2 separate regions of the Mus musculus genome follow, and region 2 is linked to region 1. The links are chromatin contacts, called in public promoter capture Hi-C maps. All regions are on one chromosome and are shown on one strand. Each heading gives the region's core, a stretch centred on a gene start, on an enhancer-like site or on the middle of the called end of the contact. The rest is flanking DNA. Distances are from core to core; before and after follow the strand shown.

Region 1 (2,826 bases), core at 154-2,653:
AAAATAAGAAAGATTAATGGCAAGCTTTGTAAAGAGATAGGAATAATAAAAAGATTTCGGGGCTGGAGAGATGACTCAGAAGTTAAGAGCACTGACTGCTCTTCTGAAGGTCCTGAGTTCAAATCCTATCAACCATGGGGTGGCTCACAACCACCTGTAATGAGACCTGATCCCAGCACTCGGGAGGCAGAGGCAGGCGAATTTCTGACTTTGAGGCCAGCCTGGTCTACAGAGTGAGTTCCAGGACAGTCGGGGCTACACAGAGAAACCCTGTCTCAACCCCCCCACCCCCAAAAAAAAGATTTCTCTCTCTCTCACACACACACACACACACACACACACACACATACAAAAGTCAAAAATACCAACAGTCAGTTAACAGGAAAGCAAATCTCTATTAATTCCATGAGAAAGCCAGGCATGGCGACTCATGCCTGTGATCTACTGGAAGCCTGAGACAGGAGGATCTCCATGAGTTCAAGGCCAGCCTGAACTCACTGCCTGCTTGGATTCCTTTGTTTGTTTGTTTGTTTGTTTGTTTGTTAATTTAAGATGTACATTTTTTTTTAGATTTTTATTTATGTGTCTAGGTGCTTTGCCTCTGTGTCTGTATGTGAACAATGTGTCAGAGCAGGTGGCCAGATCCCCTTGGGGCTGGAGTTACAGACTGTTGTAAGCCACAGAGAGTGGTGGGTCTTCTGGAACAGCAGCCAGAGCTCTTAACTGCTGATCTATCTCTCAGCTGTTCCCCAGCTGTTGTTCATCTTAGAGACAAAGTCTCAGGCAGCCCAAGGTGGCCTTGAACTCGCCAGTAGGCAAAGATGACCTAGAACTTTCCATCCTCCTGTATCCATTTTCCAAGTGCTGAGATTACAGGTGCGTACCACCCCGTCCTAGTCATGCGGTAGTAAGTGTCAAACCCAAATCTTCCCGTTTGCTAGGCAAGCCCTCTACCAGCTGAGCTGTAACTCCTACCTCCTCCAAAATAATCCCCAAAAAGTCTGAAGGCTGGGCCGGAGAGATGACTCAGCTGCTAAAAGCACTGGCTGGCTGCTCTTCAAAGGACTCAGGATTACCAACACTAACAAGGTGGCTCACAGGCATCGGAAACTTGAGTTTCAGGGGATACAATGCCCTCTTCTGGCCTTTGTGGTCATTACAACTAGATCTACATGCAGGCAAAACACCCATACACATCAAACAAACAAACAAACAAATAAACAAATCAAGCAAGCAAGCAAGCAAGCCCTGCTTGTTTACTTACGGTGCAAGTCTTTAATCCCAGTACTTGGTAGACAGAGAGAGGCAAATCCCCAAGTTTGTGGCCAGCCTGGTCTACAGAGTGAGTACCAGGACATCCAGATCTACACAGAGAAACTTAGTGAGGGTTTCTATTGCTGCAGTGATACCCCATGACCAAAAGACTGCTTGGGAAGGAAAGGGTTTATTTGGCTCACACTTCCACATTACCGTTCATGATTAAAGGAAGTCAGAACAGGAACTCTAACAGGGAAAGACCCGGGAGGAAGGGGCTGATGCAGAGGCAATGGAGGGGTGCTAGTTACTGGCTTACTCCCCACGGCTTGCTCATCCTGCTTGCTTATAGAATGCAGGACCATCAGCCCAAGGATGGTACCACCCACCATAGTCTGGCTCTCTGTCATCAATTACTAAGTAATTACAGCGGGCTCTTACTGAGAGTCCCTCCTTCTTCCTTTCAAATAACTCTAGCTTGTGTCAAGTTGACATAAGGCAAGCCAGCACAGAAACCCTGCCTCAAAAAAATATTAAAATATGTATATATTAAAAGTCTGACAGGACTCTGTGTAGAGATGTTATGAACTCTGCGGCAGAGAGGTTAGATGTAGGTATGTTGAGTTAGTTCTAGGTCATCAAGACAGCCTCTGACACCACAGGTGACCTGGTTAGTTCCCAAATTTAATGCCAAGTAACCCGATGGGGAAAAAAGAACTCCATCAGAGAAGGTAACTAATTTTTTCAAATCCTATTTTTTCAAATTTTTTGTTATATATTTTCTTCATTTACATTTCAAATGCTATCCCGAAAGTTCCCTACACCCTCCCCAAGCCCTGCTCCCCTACCCACTCACTCCCACTTCTTGGCCCTGGCGTTCCCCTGTACTAGGGCATATAAAGTTTGCAAGACCAAGGGGCCTCTCTTCCCAATGATGGCTGACTAGGCCATCTTCTGCTACATATGCAACTAGAGACAAGAGCTCCGGGGTACTGGTTAGTTCATATTGTTGTTCTACCTATAGGGTTGCAGACCCCTTCAGCTCCTTGCGTACTTTCTCTAGCTCCTCCATTGGGGGCCCTGTGTTCCATCCAATAGATGACTGTGAGCATCCACTTCTGTATTTGCCAGGCACTGGCATAGCCTCATACAAGACAGCTATATCAGGGTCCTTTCAGCAAAATCTTGCTGGCATATGCAATAGTGTCTGCGTTTGATGGCTGATTTTGGGATGGATCCCCAGGTGGGGCAGTCTTTAGATGGTCCATCCTTTAGTCTTAGCTCCAAACGTTGTCTCTGTAACTCCTTCCATGGGTATTTTGTTCCCTAGTCTTCAAATCTTTTTTTTTTTTAAAAAAAAACAAAAACAAAACCTCAAGCTTTATTACTTTTTTGGGAACTCTAGTCCACAATTAAAATGCTTAAGCCGTTCGAGAGTACTAATGAGAATGCCTGCCACACAGGCCCGCATGACCAGAGCTGAGGCTCGGCTTCTGCAGCAGAGTCAATGTGTTTGTAAACAAATACTTCCAACTGAGACAGTCAGCTCCTCCTTACCCCAGCCACACATTG
Region 2 (2,700 bases), core at 83-2,582, 190 kb after region 1:
GTGAGGACTGTGGAGGCTACCAGATGCCCACCTGTCGGAGGCCACCAGGCTGCCCTGTCCTGGGGCGACCCCACTCCTCACAACACCAGGACCCGAGACCGCTCCGGAGACCAGGTGAGGGTCGAAGGAGCCAAGCCAGCGGGGTCTGCACCTCCTTGTGCGCCCCCTCCCCACTCTAGCGCAGGAGGGGCGCGGAGTCCTCGGGATCCGCCTGCTCGGTGCTCCCCTCCTGCCCCTCCTCCTCTCTTTCTCCTCCTCCCCCTCCTCCCGCTCCTCCTCCTCGCTCCTCCCGGCGATGGCTTTTTATAACTCCGGGTTCTGCGCCTTTGCCCGGGCTCGGAAGAGAAGGGGTGGGGGAGGTGGGAGGCGGGGAAACCAGCGGAATCTTCTGGCCTTTCGGAGCGTGCCCTCCTCCCGCCACGCACCGGTGATTTCGGGGGGTTCCCGGGCCCTACAGCCCGCGGGGCACACGCCCCGCCCCCAGCCCCGGGGTGGGCCCGCGCCACCCCCCTACCCCGCCACACTCACCCCCAGGGTGGCCGCCTCCCGGGGCCGCGCCGCGCGCATCTCGCCGGCCGCCCGCCCGCGCCCCCGCCCGCGGCAGCGGCGGTCCCGGGGCCGGGCTAGGCCTACCCGGGCCGGCCGGGCGGGCGGGAGGGCGGCGCCGGGGCTGCGGGGCGCGGGCGGGGCGCTCTGCGGGGCGCAGGGACGGCGCGGCCCGGGCGATCGGCGGCGCCTCCGCCTCCACCTCGGGCTCCGGCTCGGCTCGGCGGCGGCCGCGGCTGCCTGCGCGAGATCAACAAGTCGGGCTGAGCTTCGGCTCCGCGCTCGCCGCGATTCTGTCCCGCACTTCGGAGCGCGGCGAGTGGCACCGAGGCGGGACGGCGCCACCTGCGGGTCGGAAACGCGCGCGGCTTAACCCCTCCGTGCCCGGCCCGGCCCTGGCTCAGGCCGCGGGGCCCACCCGGGCTGCTTGACTGCGTCCTGGCCACCACGAGGCTGAGCGCCTACTGCATGCATGCGCTGCACGTAGGACGGGCGTGGGAGATACAGTTGCGAAGCCAACTAGCCTCTGGGTCGCCGGGCTCCCTGGAGAGCGACTGTAAACAGAATTGGAAGACTATGTCAGACAGGCTAGAAGCTGGGAGGATGGGAAAGCTGGAGAAGGCAGGTGGCAATTTTAAATAGCCCTTGCTTTGATTCCATTCCAGATTCTACAAAATCAAATTCTAGATTCTGGAGGAAGGTGGATATTACACCAATTAACAAACCAACAGGCAAAAGAGGTGGGCAGCTGGGTGGTAGCTGTTGAGGAGAAACATAAGGCCAGGTGAAGGGCCAGGGAAGACTCAGAGTTTGCCGGGCCTTGTTAGTCACTCACCCATGGGTGCTAACTTGGACAGCTGCTTCTAGACTGCCGAGGGTCGAGGCTCAACCGAGAGATCCACTGGCCCTGCCTCACCCTGTGCGGTGGGGCCGGCAGGTTCCGGAGTGACTGTAGGCAGGGTTGCATGCAGAAGGGGTCAGGTATCCCTCTGTCAGCCACACTTGGGCTCGGCTGGTTTGTTCTCTGACACACGTATCTGTTGTGCGGTGTTAAGGAGTTAGAGATGCAGCAGAGAACCTTGTCCTGGAGGGGGGGGGAACTTAGTGGGACATGGTGCCCCAAGGTAAGGCTTTCCCATCTCCACCTGGGTTCCTTTGCACTGCATCACGCAAAACTGTTTGTAAGAACCATTCACTCTGGTCAGTTCCCTTCCCAGCTTCTCTCCCTGTGACCTCTGCTCCCAGCTCCCCCATCCCTCCTCTATCTACAGTGCCAAGGCTGTCAGAATGAATGTTCCATTTCCCAAACTGAATGCGGTTGTCAGTGGAGTAAAGCCTCCACGGGTTTTCCCTTGCTCTGGCCTGATAGTTCTGGCTCAGCCCCTCCCTCCTCTTCTCAGTTTGCCCAACACTGAAGAAAAACAAGCATTTTTTTTGTTTGTTCGTTTTAAAGGAGAAAGCTTCGGTCAATCATGAGTACTACTGGGGAGTCATGGGAGCAGGGGAGGCCATGCTGAGAGCGTAACCCAGGAGCTCAGCAGGGCCTCTCAGAAGTGAGGACAGACTCTACCACCATGGTAAGAAGGGAGTGATAGATGTGGGGAGGTAAGAGGAGTTCCACATGGAGTTGTGTCTAGGCTAGAGGCCAAGGGCAAATGAGGGACAGCCATACGCCTCCCTGGCCACCACAGTAACAGCATAGAAAAATACAAGACTTAGCACTCAGGAAGCAGAGGCAGGCAGGTCTCTGTGAGTTTGAGGCTAGCCTGGTCCACAGAGCCCATTCTAGGACAACCAGGGCTACACAGAGAAACCCTGTCTCAAAAAACAACAACAAAAAGGACAATGTAAGATTTGTTTTCCTTCCCTTGCGTCCCTATGTGCGTGTGTGAGAGAGAGGGTTAGGGTTGGTGTCAACTCACCACAAATTAAAGTCACCCGAGCAAACAGCCTCACCTAAAGAATTGTCTTAATTGCTTTAATTGATGTAGGAGGACTGACCAGAATGTGGGTAGCATCTGCTAGTGGGGGACCAGATTAAATAGTGTGGAAGAAGGAAGACCACTTGCCCTTGTTGGCCTGGCCTGGCCTCTTGCTTGAAGCGTTGGACGATGATGATGACGATGACGACGAAGACGATTCCTCCACTGAAAA

What was found. Promoter capture Hi-C pulls out the DNA fragments that hold promoters and counts their contacts.
Region 2: a contact with region 1 is called in a promoter capture Hi-C map of stem cell-derived epiblast-like cells, with 2.5 times the contacts expected there. The contact joins the promoter of 1110018N20Rik here to the enhancer-like site in region 1. A contact is called at or near these places in 4 of 39 promoter capture datasets (embryonic stem cells, hippocampal neurons and stem cell-derived epiblast-like cells), 2 of 484 Hi-C or Micro-C datasets (embryonic stem cells and rod photoreceptor), 2 of 115 datasets of contacts at active chromatin or transcription factors (embryonic stem cells and large pre-B cells) and 3 of 9 other capture datasets (adipose tissue, liver and pancreatic islet).

The regions. Positions count from the first base shown.
Region 1 is chr2:167,003,583-167,006,408 of GRCm38.p6, forward strand. No RefSeq gene overlaps it. Among named protein-coding and RNA genes, the nearest start is that of Stau1, 8.7 kb to the left of the region's middle. Within about 2 kb of position 1,404, at least 50 of the 459 cell types and tissues checked have an H3K27ac peak or open chromatin away from gene starts, as enhancers often do. A contact at or near this core is called in liver and stem cell-derived epiblast-like cells, where this site is marked.
Region 2 is chr2:167,189,293-167,191,992 of GRCm38.p6, forward strand. It overlaps 1110018N20Rik (a long non-coding RNA gene), which reads left to right and starts at 1,333. Exons shown (of 4, transcript XR_001783560.2): 1 at 1,333-2,123; 2 at 2,538-2,700. It also overlaps a transcript of Kcnb1 not described here.